Linked DNA regions of Mus musculus: all the other regions are linked to region 1. A link is a contact called in public Hi-C and HiChIP or PLAC-seq data. All regions are on one chromosome and are shown on one strand. Each heading gives the region's core, a stretch centred on a gene start, on an enhancer-like site or on the middle of the called end of the contact. The rest is flanking DNA. Distances are from core to core; before and after follow the strand shown. Region 1 has its middle 16 kb from the start of Gm30235. Region 2 overlaps Gm38537 (a long non-coding RNA gene). Region 3 has its middle 23 kb from the start of Gm38537. Region 4 overlaps Gm30292 (predicted gene, 30292).

Region 1 (4,569 bases), core at 781-3,280:
CTAATTTCTAGTTGTTGACACCACAGCTGAACAGATAACTGGAGCAAGACAAGGCTGATCCTCATTTACCTGTAAGCAATCCAGAACATTCCAAATAACGCTCTCTATTGGTTTTTTTTTTCAGTTCTGTGTCTCTTTGGGGTCTATATGTTCTTTAAATATTTTAATTTATTATCATCATCATCATTGGTGTATGTGACAAGTTTGTGTGAGGTGTGTATGTGTGGCATGTATGTGATGTGTGGTGTGTGTAGTGTGTGTATGTGTGCGATAGCACAGTGAAGAGGTTAGAGGTCAGATCTGTGAAGTTGGCTTCACCCCTCCTCCATCTCCATGTAGGTTCCAAAGTCTGGGCTCATGCCATCAGGTCCTTGGGGTAACCATTTCTGTGAGTTGAGCCCAGTCCCCAAACTTTCTTTTCTGTTTTACATTTGCTGACACATTGGGGGGAGCAGTGTATATTATGTATGTATGCATGCATGACACTGTACATCCGTGGAGATCAAAGGACAACCTGAGAGATTTGGGTCTCTCCTTCTACCATATGGGGTTCCAGGGATCAAACTCAGGCCATAGGCTTGGCAACAAACTCCTTTGCCCACTGAACCATCTCATCAGCTGGGATAGATAACTTCTATCAGGCAGAGCAAGAAAAACATCGACAAATGTCTGGCAGGTTTCGCTTGCTCCATACTTTGAGCTTAATAGATACACAGCCAGGCCAACATGACTGCTCATAGAAGCAAAATTCTCATTTGGAAGGCAGTCATGTCATGTTTCTGTCTGCTCCAGGGTATCCCTGCCTGATTCTAATCCTGACGTGACATTAAATTAATTAGTAGAATAGTCTGACATCTAGAAACAAAATAGTAGCTAATACATTATTCAGATATGCACACTTCTCTAAATCATTTATAATGAAATTTGCGGTGTCCACAGGTCAAAGAGACGTTATTGAACCAAATCTTTTTCTTTTTCTTTTTCTTTTCCCTGTGGTGCTGGATTAAGAATGTCACTTAAGTGCTCAAACACTGAGCTATGTCTCAAACCTAAATTAGTTTCTTTATACACAAACTTGAAATTAGAGCAATATTTCTACCTACTACACAGGGTTACTGTGAAGCTCTAAAAAGACAGGACATAGAAAATCTACAAACTTGGGGCTGGCAAGCCGGTTCGTTAGGTAAAGATGCCTGCCACCAAGCCTGATGACTTGAATTTAATCTCTAGTATCTCGTTAGGTAAAGATGCCTGCCACCAAGCCTGATGACTTGAATTTAATCTCTAGTATCCACAAGCGTGAAAGGAGAAAATCAGTTGCCTCCACGTGCACATAGGCCATGTCCATGCCCGCCCCCACGCACACACTTATACACCTGTACACAGTACAAATAAAATAAAGTCTAATACACTTCAAGAATATAATTGAATTTAAAATTTTAAATTAAGAAAATAAAAACTATATACTTGAAAATTCTAGCATTATTTATTGACATTCACTTTTTTAATGATTTTTTTTTAAATATCACTTCTGGCAAACAGCTATAGATCTTCTCTCGTAAGTGTTTCTTCCTGGACCAGAGGGATGGATCAATGGTTAAGAGCATTTGTTCGTGCAGAGGCCCTGGGTTCCATTGCCAGCATGCACATTTGCAGTTCACGACAGTTCATAACTCCACTCACAGGATGCACAGGGTACTCAGACAGATGAATAAGATGTTCATATGCATAAAAACAAAGCAAAAGTAATTTACATGGTTCTCCCTGTCTTTCTCTTCTGTATGTATCCCCTGCCCCACCCCCGCTTTTTTTTTTATTCCAAGGATATAAATGCCACTTCTAGCTAATGGTTACTCAGATGTATGCAGAGGGAGCTCTTCGGGATATACGAGGCTCTCCACTCACTCATTTTAATCAGAACTAGAGTAAATTAGACAGACAGGTTCTCCCCCTGATATACAGTGCACTTGACACTATATAGAATGGCTCACAGCCAAAAGGGTGACACCATTTCCTGTTGCTTTAGTTCCTCTCGCCTACCCTGCCATGTGTGTCACACTGGATGAATGTGTGTTTGCTCATGGGGAAAACTGCGCAGACACAAAGTAGGAAACAGACAGGAAACAGCAAAGAGGCCAGAATGTTACAGTATCGCTTTCACTGGGGCAGCGCCCAGCACTGGCTTCTTTTAACAGTAAGATGCTAGATCCATTCAAATTGAGCTCATTAAACTTTATTAATTTCCTATTGCTATTCTATTCCAATCTCCATTAACTAAAAATGCTAATTAAAATAATTAAAGTTGACGAAGCTCAGGGTTAAGTGAACCTTAGTATTCTCAAGGCCCTAGATTATTTCCCCAGTACCGAATAGATAAATAAAATGAATATACCTAAATAACATTAGCTCCCAAAGTTGTTTTCCTTATCTAGCAAATTAAGCAAATGAGACCCGCTTTGCAATGGTGAGGATACCTGTAGAGAATACATTGGGAAGTTGGCTTTGGACAATTAAAATCTAGAAGTAATAAAATGATTAATTCATGGGAGACAGAAACTATGGTCATGCTTAGAATCTCTGCCAGTAGAGAGGTATTAATCTCAATTTTCTCCTCGAAGTACAGGCCTTGATTAGAGACCCCAAGATGAATACTGTCTAGGCAAAAGAAGGGATCCTGTCAGAGAGCAACAGTGGGTGAGGATAATCCTGGGCGTGGCACCTGCACGGAGGCTCAGCTGCGGCTTGCTGGGCTGTCTGTCCCACCAGCAAACAGGCTTTATCAGGCATGAAAGACATATAAATATCACTGTACTTATTTCCGTAGTTCATTTTTTAATGGTTCGTGTTAATGGGTATGTAATTTGCTTATGAGAACAGTTTCCCTAATATGCTTTTAACCACCTGCATGAGCCAGCTCAAGTCTAACAAAAAAAGCCTTTTGCATCGCAAATACTCTCAGCGGTGTTAGAGAACTGCGTGATCTGCAGCCAGCGCGCGATGATTCGCTGCTGTGATGATTCTGACTTCACACCCACAGGACTTTATTTCAGCCATGGGGCTGACAGGGTAGACGATAGGAATGTCGGTCTTGAGAGGTGTCTGACTTTGAAAGGCCCACCACCTTTCAGTTTCTCCATTAGTCTGAGTATATGTATGTCAGCTATGGCTGTAGATAGTTTCAGAACCATTGCTTTGAAATTTCCCCTAGGGCATCCCGAGTAGAATGTGAGGCAGGACAGTTGATTTGATTTTTTCCACTTTGTGTTGAATATCAGCTTTCCAACATGCATTCAGAAAGGAAGAAGCTGGGGTTTGTAGGAATAACAGTGGATTGTATCAAGGAGAAAAGCAAACAGTCACACTGCATTGCTCAAAGCTACATACGTTCTCTGCGTTTAAGGACGGGTGGGAGAAGCAAGCAGTGTGTGCCTCATTTGGCAGCTAGGGAAACAGGACTTTAGAAGTTGAAGTGCTGTTTAAGATTATATGCTCCTGAAGAGGGAGGGGAGATCATTATGATGAAAATACATTGTGTGAAATTCTCAAGTGATTAAAATCATTTTAAAGTCACACGCACAGGTACCCATCGGCTACAGAGCTGGAACCTGAGTTCTCATGTTGTAGTCGCCAGACTGGATGTAACTGCAGCAATCCTAGGACATATTTTAAAATTAAGGTAAAAGATAAATCACCGTTCATATGCTACCATTTTCTATCAGGGTTTGGCAGCAGGAAGCAGAGGCCATTGTAACTATTTTAAACAGGAAAACCAGTGCTCAGAAAACAGGAAAGTAGGCTGTAGGCTGGATTTCCAGACATGGCTTCAGGTACCCCCTGCTGGACTGTTCTTTAATGGGACTGTTCCCTCTACCCTAGTCAAAAGAAGGGAGTGGCTCATGACTTTGGGGTTCTAGAACAATGATCCAGATCTGGGGGACTGGGGACTACCAGTGTGACAGTTGTTTCTCTAGACACATGAAATCAGTGACCATACATGCATAGAACTCAGCTATAATAAAAGCTTGGCTTGCTAACAACTGTACCAAGGCTAAAGAAGGATGGTCCTTGTCCTTGATGAATGACGATTCAGATGTTGAATCAATATGTCTAGTGGAGAAACCTGCTCTGCATACTTAACTACTTAAACCCACCTGTAAAAGAATCTGAATAATATATGATTGAATGCATCCTTTCAACTTATAGGCAGATTCCAACACACTGAAATTCTCTCTAGATAAGGCGGGGAGCTTATTTTATATTCATCATATTTATTACTCCTCATTTATTTGTCTTTATGACTTCTCTCTCCAGCTAAGTGCAGAATACAATTTTGGATTCTGATCTTCTCACCCCAATAAAGACATTGAGAGAGAGGAACAATCCAGAGGCAAGTGGTGACGCAAGAACAGGTCAGATCTTAATGGTGCAAGCACCCACTCTCAGCCTTAGGAGAACAAGAGGGAGAGGAGAAGGCTGTCGTCTCCACATAGGCAAGGGGGGCATGGCTCTGGGAATGGGGGAACCCAGATAATCGACAGAGACTTACAGGAAGGGAGAGCTGGGCTCAGC
Region 2 (4,481 bases), core at 1,452-3,951, 160 kb after region 1:
CATGGAGAGACATGAAGGTTTGTATCTGCTATTTTTCACATTTGGGGGGTGGGGGTGCCTGTAAGAAAGACAGAGATAGGTATGCACTTTCACACAATCCAGAGAAGGATCTTGCATCCTTCCCTCCTTATTTCTTCGAGGTAGGGTTTTCCCCAGAACTTGGAGCTCCTGTTTTCTCTCCACCCTTCATAGAACTGAGATTACAGGACATGCAGAACTATGAGGCTGATGAGCTGGAAGCTAAGGTAAAAGGTCAGATGTGAATGGTTGAGAGAACTTTCTGTTCTTGGAGAGCAGAAGGTTTGATACCTATCATCCAGTATGGCTCACAACCTTCTGTAACTCTAGTTCCAGGAAATCCAAGGCCTTCTTACTTCTGTAGGAACTAGGTGTGCTCATGATACTCAGGCGTGTATGCAGGCACAACACGTATAAAAATAAAAAGGAAATTTTTTTTAAACCCTCAGATCTTATGTTTATACATAGCCACTGTTTTCAACCACAGAGACATCTTGACATGAAAGAAAGAAAAAAAGAAAGAAAGAGAGAGAGAGAAAGAGAGAGAGAGAGAAAGAAAGAAAGAAAGAAAGAAAGAAAGAAAGAAAGAAAGAAAGAAAGAAAGAAAGAAAGAGAAAGGAGAGAGAGAGAGAGAGAAAGAGAAGCTTAGAGACATGGCCACTATGCTAACACTTTAAAAATGGTGCCTTTTGTCAGAGTGCTTTCCAGAGATTCTAAGTGTGCTACAAATCTCTGCATCCTGAGACCTGTGAGGCCACCATACACCAGCCAGCCAGCCTGTAAGCCCAATGTGCCCTGAGTCATTCTCAGGTCCAGGCTGTTCCTCTGTTGATTGTGCCATCTATTCCTTAACGTTCAGGTAAGAATGACTGCAGAAATGAAAGAGAAGTAAAATGAGGATGGATGAGACAGAAGAGTCTTTTTTTATTCATTTAAAAAACTGATCTATTTACTCCACCTGATAGATCTGACCACGCTCCCTAAATATAGATCAAGAACACTGAAAAATGGCTGAGGACTGGACAGAAGAAAGAGAACAGCAATCAATACCCCTGGAGATATTGTTATGTAAGTGTTTCCTTCCCCTGAAGTTCTGATTCAGATGTGAGCAAGGATGTGGAAGGGATAAGGGTTGAACATCTTCATTTAAATGTCCCAATGGTCCTGACTCACATAGATGAAAGCTGTAAGCCACTCTGACCTGTTTCATAAAGGGGTCTGGCACTATGTCTGCCTCATTATTGATTCTGCCCCCCTGATCCAAATGGCTTCTGTGAGGTCACCGACTGTCTCCAAGGCAAAGGAAAACTATGGTAATCAGAATATTGGATTCAAAACAACAACTACCTTTTTTATTGCAGCACATGAGGATGTAAATGCAGGATCAACTATCAGTGGCCCACTCCTTCCATTACCCACCTTTCCTGTTCCCATCATTCCTCAAGTATGTTCTGGTTATAAGCAACGGCCTCAGTTATCCCAGGAGCTCCAGGAGAGATAGATAGGAAGCAGTGATCTTAGCTATGGACAGCTGTCTAAGAGGCCTCCCCACAGTGCCAAGGACAGGCAGAACTCTAACAAGGTGTGTGGCAGGGCTCCTTCCCATGGCAAGCTGGCCAGGACAAGGATTCCAGGAAAAACACAGCCTCAACTTTAACTCACTTGATAAACTTCATCCCTAAAACATGACATTGGTCCACTTCTGTTGCTCTCCCTAAAGGATATGGTACTGAGGAAAGCAAAGAAAAAACAAGGGGCCCTGTGGTAAGGAGATGTCGTCTGAGCTGAAATATTCTGCCTAGGAAGAAGCATAGAGCTCATAAAATTCAGGAAGCAAAGGAAACATACAAGGATCAGGAAAGCCTTAATAGTTAAGGACTCCTGAGGCCTTTTCCCACGGTTACAGAAACCATAACATCTGCTGGGAAGAAGAGCAGACCATCTCCAGTGGAGATGCCTACAAGTTGTGCAAGGAGATACAAAGATACAGCTTTTGTGACGCACCACCCATGCTAGGGTGGCCTTCTCAGGAATGCAGCCACCTTTGACTAACCTTTGATCTGTGAGTAACCTGCTACATATGTTTCTGTCAGTGACCCTAATAAATTCAAGCAAGACTTGGTGAGATTGTTTTCTCTGCCCTGTCACTGGTTTGCTATCTAGGGTAAATAGGTAGTCACTCTTATCTCCTTAGGAAGTCACACAAGCCCATGAGGAGACTTTCTCAACCACCTCACATCTAAGCCATGCAGTGAATGAGGAGGTAAAACTTTGCTGACCTTGGATACTGATTCATCATTCACTCCCCAGTTTCTGAAATGACCTCTTACTCTTGGTCAGAATGACCAGCACTGACAGTACACAGTTTAGTCAGTCACAGTTTCCAGCCTCCAGAAACTCATCGTCTACTGGGGGGAGACAGTTTTAGGGAATGTTAAAACAGATCCCAGAATGAGAACAATGCAGGCAACAAACTCAGGAAGTGTGGCGAGCTCCCCAAAGCTGAGAAGTCAATGCTAGTTAGCCATGAAAAAGGTAAGCAAGAGAAGAAGGTTTTCTGTCTGCCACCATCCTTCTATCCACCCACACATACTCAGCACATTTGAATAGCTCTGACAGGGCGTCCATACCACACCCACAGCACTTGTGTCAGATGCAGCATGTGACCTTTGGAGCTGGAAAGAACCACAGCCCAAGTTAGGTCACTCAGAGTTACCACCATGCTGTGAAATGGGACACTCAGGCGACCTGCACACACCGTAAAGGCAACTAAGCAATGTTCCAAAGATTAGGAGACCTGAATCAGAAAGATCAGACCCTGGGCTTTCACATACCAGGAAAACAAAACAAAAACAAACAAACAAACAAACAAATCAGACTCATTTTGTTCACTGACATTTTAAAGTGCCATCGACTGCCACCATTATTTCAAGGCAATTTTAAAAGCAACAAAAAGAAAATCAAGATCTTACCTCTAAATTTTAAAAAGAGTCCTTAGAGTTGAATGTATTCTTAGAGAAAGCTATACCGATTATTTCTATTGTTCTGCATTTTAATACAGGTCTCAGAAACCAGTATAGTTCAAGGCCCTGCTATTACAACATTTTAGAATTACAAAACATCTGATAAGTAACCATGTCCGGCTGTTCTTATCATGCTTGATTTCCTCATGTAACATACCCCATTAACACGTCCAGTTGGCTGTAAGAACAATATCGTGGTAAGGCCATTTTGACACATGGACATCTTGACATCTAAAATACAGAATTACAACTGAGACCTTGGGGTAACAGCAGAAAATGCCAACTACTCTAAAACACAAATAAAACAGAGAATTCCTTTAATGCTTTCGACTCTAACCCCCAAAATCCACCTATGTGTCACCCACTCGCCAACGTTAAGCCAATCAAAGGGAGCAAGTGATGCTGTGTGGACCACGATGGGAGCCTAAGGGAGGAGAGAAGATCAAAGGAGGAAGCAGGGGAATAGGGCAAAAATATCAATTTTCCATTTTGTTTAAAAAAAATAATAAGAAAGAGCTAGGGATAGAGCTCAGTTGGTAGAGGGTCGACCTAGCATTCACAAAGCCCTAGCACGGCACAAACTGGGCATACGGGTACATATCTATAATGACAGCCCTCAGGGGGTAGATACAGAAATCCAAGGTCATCCTTAGCTAAATGTCAAGTCTGAGGCCACCCTGAGCTACATGTATGAGGCCCTGTCCCTGTCTCAAAAGTAAATTTAAGTAAGAGTTGGTAGGTCAGTAAGCTCTGGTGTTTCCTGGAAGAAAAAAAAAAAGAAATATATATATATATATGTATATATATATATATATATATATACACATATATACTTGAATATATATATATTTGAATATATATATTCAAATTTCTCAATGTCCAAAGGGCCACTCTGTGGCCTGTGCTAAAATGTGCAGCAGTGTCAAACTGTAGAATTTGGGGCAGTATCAAAAATTGTGACACCCTGAAGCATGTTTAGACAACTGTGACTGGTAGACAACTGAAACGAATTTCTCCGTAGATTCTACAAAGGTCCTCACTGTGGCCACCTGGACCTCACCAAAGAGTCTAATTCCTATCCCTGTCTGTGAAAGCTCTCGCAGATAGTCATACCTTCAGGTGCTTCTCCAGACAGGCTCAGCTCCTCGGAGACTTCCAAAAGTGACAGTTTCACATCCTCTTTCTGCCCAGGGCATTGCCCTCTGATTAAGTTTTAACTTGTTATATTGATCTTCAAGCGTGGCACCTAGAATGAATTCAGACAGTACCCTCCCATGAATCATCACCCTTTCCAATCTAGAAAACGTGCCCTGGTCTCCGGTCCTAATAGCGCATGATGCTTTATGGTAACCATACCACCCTACTAATGTAACAAAATAGTCAGCATGTAGACTGTACCTTGTGGCATCCAGCTTAGGGTTGTAGGAGGCCCCTAGGGTG
Region 3 (4,829 bases), core at 926-3,425, 190 kb after region 1:
CTATCATTAAAAATAGGATTTGAAAAAATTAGAGTTATAGGGGACTGAGGCAAACCAGAGGACTGAATCCCAGGTGAGCTTTCCAATTGGGGCGCATGAGCCACACTAGCAATTACTGTTGGATCATGGGCCTGCCACTTGAAGACACCAGTAACTCTAAACAGCTGGATCCCACAGCTGAAGAAACCGATCATGCCCCCGACCTGTGCCTCTCTCTTTCTGGGACAGCGAATCCAGAAGCCATGTTTTGCTTCCCAGTACCAAATGTTTGGTACTGCCCAGTACCCGGTCACTCAACATCCTTTGTCCCAGACAAGAATCACATGGGGTGGAACTTCTCATCATCTCCTGAAAGGATAGAAAATGCTTTCCTTTGTTTGGGGATTTCGTTGAAGGTTCTCCTCTGGGTTCCTCTACCCCCTACCCTGCTACCCTCCCCATGGTAACTTTTACCTTAAGCTATCCCTCTTAATGAAGCCCCTCTAGAGGTCCTGACGGCAAGCCTCTCTTTCCCATCAAGATTTCCTTATGTTGTCACTGATACTATATTATACTATTATATACTATTATACTATTCCTTTTTAATGCTTTCCCACCTTAAAGCCCAATCCTGCCTCCTCTCCCTCTCTCTCTCTCTCTCTCTCTCTCTCTCTCTCTCTCTCTCTCTCTCTTTCTCTCTCTCTCTCTCTCCAAAGCTCACTTACGAAGAGTAATTTTGTGTCAGCTTTCCCCAAACCAACCACAGTCACACTCATTCTATGACAATTACTTACTACCTCTCTTCTGTCAGAATATGAGCCTAATTTGGTTCGCATCCTGCCCCTGAGTCCTTAAAGGCCACTATCACCTATGGGGGAAAAATATCAAAATTCAAAAAGTTCGAAGTTTCTCTTGAATATTCAATTGTTTTCACCCCCTGTAAAGTGGAATAGTCATAAATCCAACCATGCTAAGTTGGGGGGTGAGTGTGGAGGAGTTTGCACATGCCAGCCACTATGCCTTATGATGTGGCATCTGGCCTAGCCAATGTTGAGTCCTGATGAGAAAGCAAAACCAGACCCTACTTACAGCAAAACCATTTCTATCCATCATATTTGCTTGAATGTGTTTTTGGCCAGGTCTGTGAAACATTCAAGTATAGACAGTTTATAGATCTCTTATATTTCAACCATCATACTCCTGTTCAGTGCTAGAGTTGATTTCTGAATGCATGTGGGTGCTCCCCTTTGAGTGTGTATGTGTGCCCTCGTGTGTGCAAATGCATGTGTGTGCTGGGACATGTGCATGGATATGTGTGCATTGAGAGGCCAGAGGACAACATCAGGAATCGTCTTCAGTTGCCCATTCGCCTTCTCTGAAATGAGGCTCTCTCTGGTCTGGATCTCACACTTAGAGTGGCTAGCTAGGCAGCCCCAAGGAAACTCCTGTCTCTGCTTCCCCAGCCTTAGGATTGCAAGTTCTCCTCCACACCACCCATATGTGGTCAACACACTAAACCCAGTCCTCATGTGTCTGGGACAGGCAAGAGCTTGACCAGCTGAGCCATCCCCTGCCAGACAGACCTCAGGTCTGGTTTTTATAACATGTGGAAGAAAGCATTCTGGACCCGATTTCACAGATGTGACCTGTGGTCGGGTGACTTCCACCAGGTCATAATTGTAGTGCGTGTGGCACTGAGACAACAACTCAGATCACCTGTGCCAAATCGAACGTGGTCTTGGCAAAAGGGAAGTGATTTTTAAAGACCTTAAAAGGGTTGTGACAGTACAAACTTGCCATCTCAACATCTGTGAGGCTGAAGCAAGAAGACCCTGAGTGATGAAGCCAGGGTGGCTACATGGCAAGCCCTAGGGCGGCAGGAACTATATAGTCAGACTCTATCTCAAAAATAAATAAAGTAATTACTATACGTAACCGACAATGGCCGTGCACTCCAACTCAAGGGAGCTCCAGTCTTGGGGGGAGAGGATCTATAGAGTCTTCATTATGGGTGACGAATTGAATTCACCTTTGATTGAGCTCAATGGAGAAAGGCATGCCTCAGTGAGCACAACCCTGTGAGCAGCTGGGGGGAAGCCCTGACCAGTCTCACTTCCTTCCACCAACAGCTCTCTCCCCCACATTCTTCTCAGCATTGTCTCCACTTCCCTGTAACTCACTTATGAGTCAAGTGCAGGCAAGGCCAGCTGCAGACACGCTCTGTTGGCTCCCTGTGCGCCACAGCCTCTGTGCAGGTCTCCAGCACAACACGGCTCTCCTCCAAGGCCCAAAGGAGGCCAGGCTCTGCAGGCCAACAAGTCACAGGGGACCTCCAGAGCCACCTGTTATTGTGACCATATGCTGCCTAGTCACTTTGTTTTGATCAGAGTGTTCCAAAAAGGAAATAAAGCCTACCTTTTTTTTAAGGCCACTTGTCCAGCCCCTTTAAATATTCAGGATTCATTGTTGTTAGATTCACTGGAGACATGAATGAACAACACACTGCCTGCAGTCAGTGTGGTCTCCCGGGTAGGGAGGAAACGTCTGGGTTTGTTGGCAACTTTTCCTGTCAGCTAGGACAAGGTGTCAAATACAGAATTCACACTTAAGAGGAATGACACAATAAAGCTTAAAATATATATATTATTTACATTTTTAGGGGGTAAAATTATCCTAGGGTACATATGATCTATGGGCTGTGGATTGGCGATGCAGAGGCTTTCTATGTAGTGAAAATGAAATAAATATATATAATATGTACAACATCTTATATACTATATATTTATAAAATATTTTAAATAATATTTAAATATCAATAATATAATATATAAATGTATTTGTTTATCTTGGTATAAAATGTATTTATAATATGTAATTTTATATATTATTTAAAATATATAGTTTATAATATATAGTTATATGATATAATAGTTATAATATATAATATATGTTTACATCTAATCATATGTGCTAAAAATAGAGTAAAAGAAAAACAAAACAAATGAATTTATATGAGCAAGTGTACTACAGACATCTCAGTACATCCAGGAATGGTGGCGTCATATAATGAGCTGTATCCGTCCTCCACCCCAAAATGTGCTGGGATCGTAGTCCCTAGTGCCTGAGAAATTAATTTTATTTGAAAATAAGGATCTACAGAGGTGATGAACGTAAAGCCCTGCCGTGGAAGGGTGCCTATGCCCATAGTTAGTGTCCTTAAAAAGGAAGACCTCACATGAAGAGAAAAGCAGACCTCCTCATGGCAAGTAGCATCAGAGATGTCTGCAGCCTTGCTCAGCCTTGATGGGGAAGCTCGGGCCCTAGGGCAAGGAGACCATACACTTCTGTTGTTTCAAACCACCCTGTTAACCCCGTTAGTAGTATTTTATTTTAGTTAGTAGCAGTATGGTTTCCTGGGAACAGCTCCCCTCATTTAGATCTTCCCATCCAAGGCTTCTTCAGTTTGGGTTTAGCTGACTCCCTCCTCCTCCTCCTCCTCCTCCTCCTCCTCCTCCTCCTCTTCTTCCTCCTCCTCTTCCTCCCCCTCCTCCTCCTCTTCCTCCTCCTCCTCCTCCTCCTCCTCCTTCTCTTCCTCTTCCTCCCCCTCTTTCTCCTCCTCCTCCTCTTCTTCCTCCTCCTCCTTCTCTTCCTCTTCCTCCCCCTCTTTCTCCTCATCTTCCTCCTACTCTTCCTACTCTTCCTCCTCCTCTTCCTGCTCCTTCTCTTCTTCCTCCTCCTCCTCTTCCTCCTCTTCTTTCTCTTCCTCCTCCTCCTCTTCCTGCTCCTCCTCCTCCTCCTCTTCCTGCTCCTCCTCCTCCTCACCATCCAGGCCTGCACTGATGTTGTGGCTACCCAGAATCCCTTCCTCCATCACTCTACAGAATTACCTTGGTGATTTTTTTCTGCTCTAAAATGGATGTCTGCAGATTTGATGTCTCCCTCACAGTGAACGGAAGCGCCCGAGAGTAAAGTAAACACTTTGACCTAATCACAGTCATGGATGTCAGTAGGAATCAAATACTCATTTCTTGGTTAAGAACACAAACAAAAATGAATTAAATTGAAAATGAGAAATCTCATTCATATTTTTTTCAATGGATAAATATTCAGTAAATACTTTTTAAATAATTTTTTCATACAACATATTCTGATCATGGTTCCCCACCCTCATCTCCTCCCAGATCCTCAAACTTCATGTCTTCTTCCTCTATCTCTTTAGAAACACATCAGAATAAAACAAAGAGAAGAAAAAAAGAGCACAATAACCCATAAATACAAAATGGAAGCCATGGTAACAAGAAAAAAAATCCCAAACACCACATTATAAAACAAAAAATCTCCAATACCACCATTAGTTTGTTTTGTGCTGGTCATCTACTTGCTGACTCCCTCATGGTGCCTGCCTCTCTGTGTGGTTTGTGTACCCAGGAAGACTCCACTGGAGAAAACTAACCTATCATTGGAGAGAACTAATCTTCCTTTGTGAATGATTCGCAAATGGAGAAAGTCTCTGGGTTAGGGATAGTGTCGTGTGTCCATGCCCCCTTCTCAGTGTTGGGACACATCTGGCTTAAACCTGTGCAGTCCCTGTGCATGCTGCTACCGTCTCTGTGACTTCTTATGCGTATCAGTCCTCTTGTGTCTGGAAAGCAATGTTTCCTTGCTGTCTTCCACCCTCACTGGCTCCGCCTCCTCCTCCACCACCATCACCTCCTCTTCCTCCTCTTCCTCCACTTCTTCCTCCTCTTCCTCCTCTTCCTCCACTTCTTCCTCCTCTTCCTCTTCTTCCTCCACTTCTTCCTCCTCTTCCTCCTCTTCCTCCACTTCTTCCTCCTCTTCCTCCTTTCCTC
Region 4 (4,967 bases), core at 1,970-4,469, 160 kb before region 1:
ACTTTGCCACACATTCTAATATCCTTGAAACAGAACACCTAAAAAATTGTTGCTGATGTCCAAAACTCATTTTATTGACTATGAGATAGAGGATTAGAGTACACATCTTGTCTGGAAAACAGCAAGAAAAACTGAAATTATTACTTCTTCTGTTGATGAGAATAATAAAACCCCTTGCTCTGATTCAGAGGCCTCACATCTTCTTTTCATGTGTATAAAGCTAACTTTATGATTTACAAGAAGTGTGTGAAGGTGGATACCGTACTATCTGCCTTGTACTCGCCAGTCCTAGGAAAACGTTCCGAAATCCTAACTGTGGCTTTTGTTGGGTTTGTTATTATCTACATCTCAGGTAGACCTTTGCCTTCTCAAATGGCATATGTTGTGAGGGAATTTTGTTGGCTGTGGGGGCCTTAGCAGTAACAGGGCAGAGGAAGAAAGTCCAGCTGTCACAAGTAGAGGTTAGAGAAATCTTTAGATTAAGACAGTAACTGTTTCTCTCAGCGTCTGGCTATATGCCTATGTGTGTCTGGGGGACAATGATGCTCACAAAGATTAACTATGTCACAAAGTGTCTTGAATTGGAAAACGATACAAAACCTGTCTTCTGGCCTCATAATTCTCAACAGCCCATCCACAGGTTATCCTCAGCAGACCATTGTGCTAACTCCTGTATAACTAACTTTGCTTTCCCTGGAAGGTGCACTACAAACTCACAGACTGGATCCAACCTACCATGCTGCCCAGCATCACCTACATCATTGTGATGATGCAGGAACCCACCAGTGGGACCTTCAGCCACGCAACCACCGAGACTCTCTCTGCAGAGGAGAAATGAGGCCTGCAAAAGGAATCCTCGATTTGTTAGCCCTTGGCATAAAGAAGTTAAGCTCCAGTGTTTTGCTCGGCACAGAACACCTCCCTTGAAAAATCCTCATATTCTGTGACATGTGGTGCATAAGCGTGCTTGTGTCTGTGTGTGCGGGAGATATAGGTATGTAATCTGTATGTGCATGTGCCTATGAGTAGCAGACCGTAAGAGGAACACAGAAGAGCAAAACTAATCTGGGCAGCATTACCAAAGCTTCATGTTGAAAGAAATACTGATTCACTGTTATTCTAGGCAGCACATACAAATTTCAACCAGAAACTGGCAAGATGGTTGTGTTTTTCAGATGAGCAAAGTGCATACTTTCGGGATGATGGAAGAATATTTCAACATTAATTTTTAAAAGTCCTTTTTATTGGTGAAAAAGCACCAGGCTCACCCAGACCGAGCTGGACCACCACTATTTGATCTGGACCAAAAAAGTCCTCAAGGGACCAGGCCCCTCCCTGGCAGACCTGTCTGCACTTTGGAGGAGACATGGTGTCTTGTGAGATGGTATGGAGTGAGCCACAAATCAACTAGATTTTCTGCCTGGTTTCACCGTACATCATCTGGCACTTTTCATTGCCCCTTTCTGAAGACCACAGAGCATTCTCAGAGCATCCTCAGCCAGGCAACTCAAGGAATATTTGATGTCTCAAAGCCTGAGTTGGGAGCCAGCAACTCTGGTTTCAAGTAGCCTTTGTCAACTTATTGACAACTCTTTGCCTTCATTTTCCCATCCGTGAAACACGTTTGCTCTTTTGGCTAAATTTAAAATGTGGAGAGGGGAAAAAAAAATCTACTATACCTATGCACGATGTAAACTCTTTCATATCTGGACGGTTGTTTTGCAGGCTGCTTTAGATGTGCCTATCTTGCATAAAATGCCTTGCAGGAAACTGCCAACAGTGCTCTCAACCCTCACAACGCCCCCCACCCCCACCCCCGCCCCAGCAAACTGGTCATTGCACGTGATGTTAGTTAGCTTTACAGAGGTAGACAAGGGGAGCCGATCTCAAACTGAGCTGAATTTATTAGTACTTTCTCTTCCAAAGGAAACCTCTTGGGAGCTTGGGACTAGGCAGCTGGCCTGTCAGTGTCCTGGAGAATCAGGGACAACCTGCAAAGATGACAAAATCAAAGACTGCAGGGGGTTTCTGCTGGTGCCAGCCCATATGCTAATTTCTCATTCTGACCTGTCCACACCCTGACATCCCCCCCCCCTCGAATTCCGAGAGAAAAATCTCAAATTCTTTCAACAGATCCCATTTTTTAGTGTGTGCTGGTTGGAATGAGTCTCTGTTCTTTAGAAGCAAATGAAACTCCAAGCTTGAAATTATACCCTCGGAGTCACCTGTTTGGGAAAAGCTATCACTGCTGAAGATATGAAAGGATTTGTAAAGGTGTGTGGGGGAGGGGGAGGTGTGGGTGTGTGAGTGGGTGTGGGTGGGATAAGTGTGTTTCTGTGAAGGCCAGAGGTTGAGATTAGGCATCATCTTCAGTTGCTTGCCATCTTATTTTTGTGACAGGTCTCTCACTGACCCTGGAACTTCCCATGTGGTTAGAGTGTCTGGACAGCAAACTCCAGGGATCCACCATCTCCCCAGAGATGGGGTTACAGACCAGTCTGTCTTCTACTTAAATTCAGGGATTTGAACTCAGCTTCTTAAGCTTGCAGGTCCGTATCAACATGTCAGCACCTTTGCTCTTGAGAGTTCTTATATATTAAGGTTTAGTCAATTTGGAAAATTTGCCCTAATGTGTAATTGAGCAGAAATTCTGAATAAGAATTTAAGACTCAGTTTTTACTACATCTTTAAATTTTTTTTGGGGGGGGGGCGGGTGTGGTAGTGCACACCTTTAATCCCAGCACTCGGGAGGCAGAGGCAGGTGGATTTCTGAGTTCAAGGCCAGCCTGGTCTACAAAGTGAGTTCCAGGACAGCCAGGGCTATACAGAGAAACCCTGTCTCGAAAAACCAGATTTTTTTTTTTTTTACCAGAACCCTGGATGATGACCCATTTTTTATCACTCAGAGGCTAAACTGAGCACTGAGTCCTTGACTCAAAATTTGTGTGTACACAGGTGTGACTCTGGCTTTGGTCATGGTGACTCCATGCTCATGTATGACATGCCATTTGCCTTACCAATGGCCCATCCAGACTGTGATGTCAAACAGGCCAGAAGAATCAGAAACCGAGACCTGAACATCACAGGCCAGCCTTCCCTGGAGTGTGAGAAGCCAGGTTATTGCTGTTCACAGGAAATTTGAGTGAATCATGACTATTTCTGTCAGCCTGAGGTTGAAAGTGAAACCGTATCCAGCCATCAAGGTTTGCTCAACTGGAGGCTGCTGATGGTAGAAAACCAAGTACAGACTTTACTCATAGGTAGTCCTAGACCTGTAGGTGGTACCTGGCTCATCACCTCATCAAAGGCCTCCTACTTCTCTCTGTCTCACACACACACACATACACACACACACACACACACACACATACACACACACACACTCACACTCACGCATGCGTGCACATGTTCTCACGAGTGCGTGTTGTCTATGAAGCCAAGTCAAGTACACAGTTTCAAAAAGAATTGGCCTTGTGGCCACATTTGTACAAGCTACATGTCCTTGTACATATTATTAGTGTCTCCGATCTTCACTTTCCCCGACTTTGAAATATGGATATTAGCCATCACAGTGACCCACAAGTTGAAAGACAGAAACCACATGATCATCTCATTAGATGCAGAGCAGACATTCAACCAAATCCAAAACCCCTTCATGATTAAAGTCTTGGAGAGATCAGGAATGCAAGAGACACCAAAACAAAATAAACTGTTGGCAGTGAGCTCACAGCCAACATCTGCTTAAATGGAGAGGAACTCAAAGCAATTCCATTAACATCAGGAACAAAAGAAGGTTGTCCATTCTCCCCACACCTATTCAATATAGTGCTCTAAGTCTCAGCTAGACACTAAGACAACTGAAGGAGATTAAGATGATACAAGTTGGAAAGGAAGACATCCGAAGAATCTTTATTTGCCCATGAATCATTAATATACATAAGTGTCCCTAACAATTCCACCTGGAAACTCCCACATCTGATAAACAGCAAAGGAGCTGGATTCAGAATTGAGTCCCCCAAATCAGTGGCCCCCCTAAATACAAATGACAAACGGACTGAGAAAAAACCTCAGGGAAACAACACCTCTCACAATAGCATCAAATAATACAAAATATCTTGAGGTGACTCTAGCCAAGCAAGCGATGGACCTGTACGATAAAAACCTCAAGACATTGAAGAAGATGGAAGAATCTCCCATGCTCGGGGCTCAGTAGGTTTAATATAGTAAAAATGGCCATCCCGACAAAAGCAGATTCAGTTCAATCCCCATCAAAATTCCAACACAATTTTTCATGGATCATGAAAGAACAACTTTCAGCTTCATCTGAAAACAAAACAAATACAACAGCTCAAAGAATCCTGAATAATGAAAGAACTGTAGGAGGCATCATCATCTCCGATTTCAAGTTGTACTACAGATCTGAAGTAATAAGTCGAGCATAGTAATGGCAAAAAAACAGACATTGATTAGGGGAGTTGAAGACTAAGACATTAATCCACACCTACTGACATCTGGTTTTTGTTGTTGCTGTGTTTGTTTGCTTGTTTGTTTGTTCTAAAGAAGCCAGAAATACACCCTGGGAAAAGGGCAGCTTCTTCAACAAATGGTGCTGGTCAAATTGGTGGCTGCCTGTAGAACAAATAAACCCACACTTATCATCCTGAACAAAACTCAGTTCCAAATGGATCAAAGACTTCCACATAAAAGCAGATACACTGAGCCTGGTAGAAAAAGAAGTGGGGAATAGCTTTGAACACAGAAAAAGACTTTCTGAACAGAACATCAATAACCTAGCCACTAAGATCAACAGTAAGTGGGACCTCTAGAAACTGAGAAACTTCTGCATGGCAAAGGACAGCACCACTCAGGCAAAGCTGCAGCCTGCAGAATGGGAAAACATTTTGACCAACTCGACACTCAGTAGAGGCCTACTATCCATGCACAGGTCCTGCTTGGGTCTGCACCAA

The links. A called contact is a pair of places that touch in the nucleus more often than the background predicts. HiChIP or PLAC-seq counts read pairs in DNA pulled down with a chosen protein or histone mark.
Region 2: a contact with region 1 is called in a Hi-C map of pancreatic cancer cells, with 2.5 times the contacts expected there. The contact joins two enhancer-like sites. A contact is called at or near these places in 2 of 15 datasets of contacts at CTCF or cohesin (large pre-B cells and pro-B cells), 10 of 484 Hi-C or Micro-C datasets (the 63-12 cell line, B cells, the C10 cell line and 7 more) and 6 of 115 datasets of contacts at active chromatin or transcription factors (the 230-238 cell line, CD8 T cells, Th17 cells and 3 more).
Region 3: a Hi-C map of B cells shows a contact between it and region 1, with 2.2 times the contacts expected there. The contact joins two enhancer-like sites. A contact is called at or near these places in 1 of 39 promoter capture datasets (the C10 cell line), 2 of 15 datasets of contacts at CTCF or cohesin (large pre-B cells and pro-B cells), 11 of 484 Hi-C or Micro-C datasets (B cells, the C10 cell line, CD4 T cells and 7 more) and 7 of 115 datasets of contacts at active chromatin or transcription factors (the 230-238 cell line, CD8 T cells, cardiomyocytes and 4 more).
Region 4: a contact with region 1 is called in a BATF HiChIP or PLAC-seq map of CD8 T cells, with 17 read pairs. The contact joins two enhancer-like sites. A contact is called at or near these places in 1 of 15 datasets of contacts at CTCF or cohesin (pro-B cells), 3 of 484 Hi-C or Micro-C datasets (B cells, cortical neurons and embryonic stem cells) and 4 of 115 datasets of contacts at active chromatin or transcription factors (CD8 T cells, Th17 cells, large pre-B cells and 1 more).

The regions. Positions count from the first base shown.
Region 1 is chr3:52,632,057-52,636,625 of GRCm38.p6, reverse strand. No RefSeq gene overlaps it. Among named protein-coding and RNA genes, the nearest start is that of Gm30235, 16 kb to the left of the region's middle. Within about 2 kb of position 2,030, at least 95 of the 459 cell types and tissues checked have an H3K27ac peak or open chromatin away from gene starts, as enhancers often do. A contact at or near this core is called in the 230-238 cell line, the 63-12 cell line, B cells and 10 more, where this site is marked.
Region 2 is chr3:52,468,286-52,472,766 of GRCm38.p6, reverse strand. Gm38537 (a long non-coding RNA gene) reads right to left here. Exons shown (of 5, transcript XR_867264.3): 2 at 4,155-4,287. Among named protein-coding and RNA genes, the nearest start is that of Gm38537, 3.4 kb to the right of the region's middle. Within about 2 kb of position 2,701, at least 25 of the 459 cell types and tissues checked have an H3K27ac peak or open chromatin away from gene starts, as enhancers often do. A contact at or near this core is called in the 63-12 cell line, Th17 cells and pancreatic cancer cells, where this site is marked.
Region 3 is chr3:52,441,432-52,446,260 of GRCm38.p6, reverse strand. No RefSeq gene overlaps it. Among named protein-coding and RNA genes, the nearest start is that of Gm38537, 23 kb to the left of the region's middle. Within about 2 kb of position 2,175, at least 119 of the 459 cell types and tissues checked have an H3K27ac peak or open chromatin away from gene starts, as enhancers often do. A contact at or near this core is called in the 230-238 cell line, B cells, CD8 T cells and 7 more, where this site is marked.
Region 4 is chr3:52,789,358-52,794,324 of GRCm38.p6, reverse strand. It overlaps Gm30292 (predicted gene, 30292), which reads left to right. Exons shown (of 5, transcript NR_166453.1): 2 at 701-994; 3 at 2,182-2,274; 4 at 2,401-2,549; 5 at 2,956-4,967. Among named protein-coding and RNA genes, the nearest start is that of Gm30292, 5.9 kb to the left of the region's middle. Within about 2 kb of position 3,219, at least 15 of the 459 cell types and tissues checked have an H3K27ac peak or open chromatin away from gene starts, as enhancers often do. A contact at or near this core is called in CD8 T cells and Th17 cells, where this site is marked.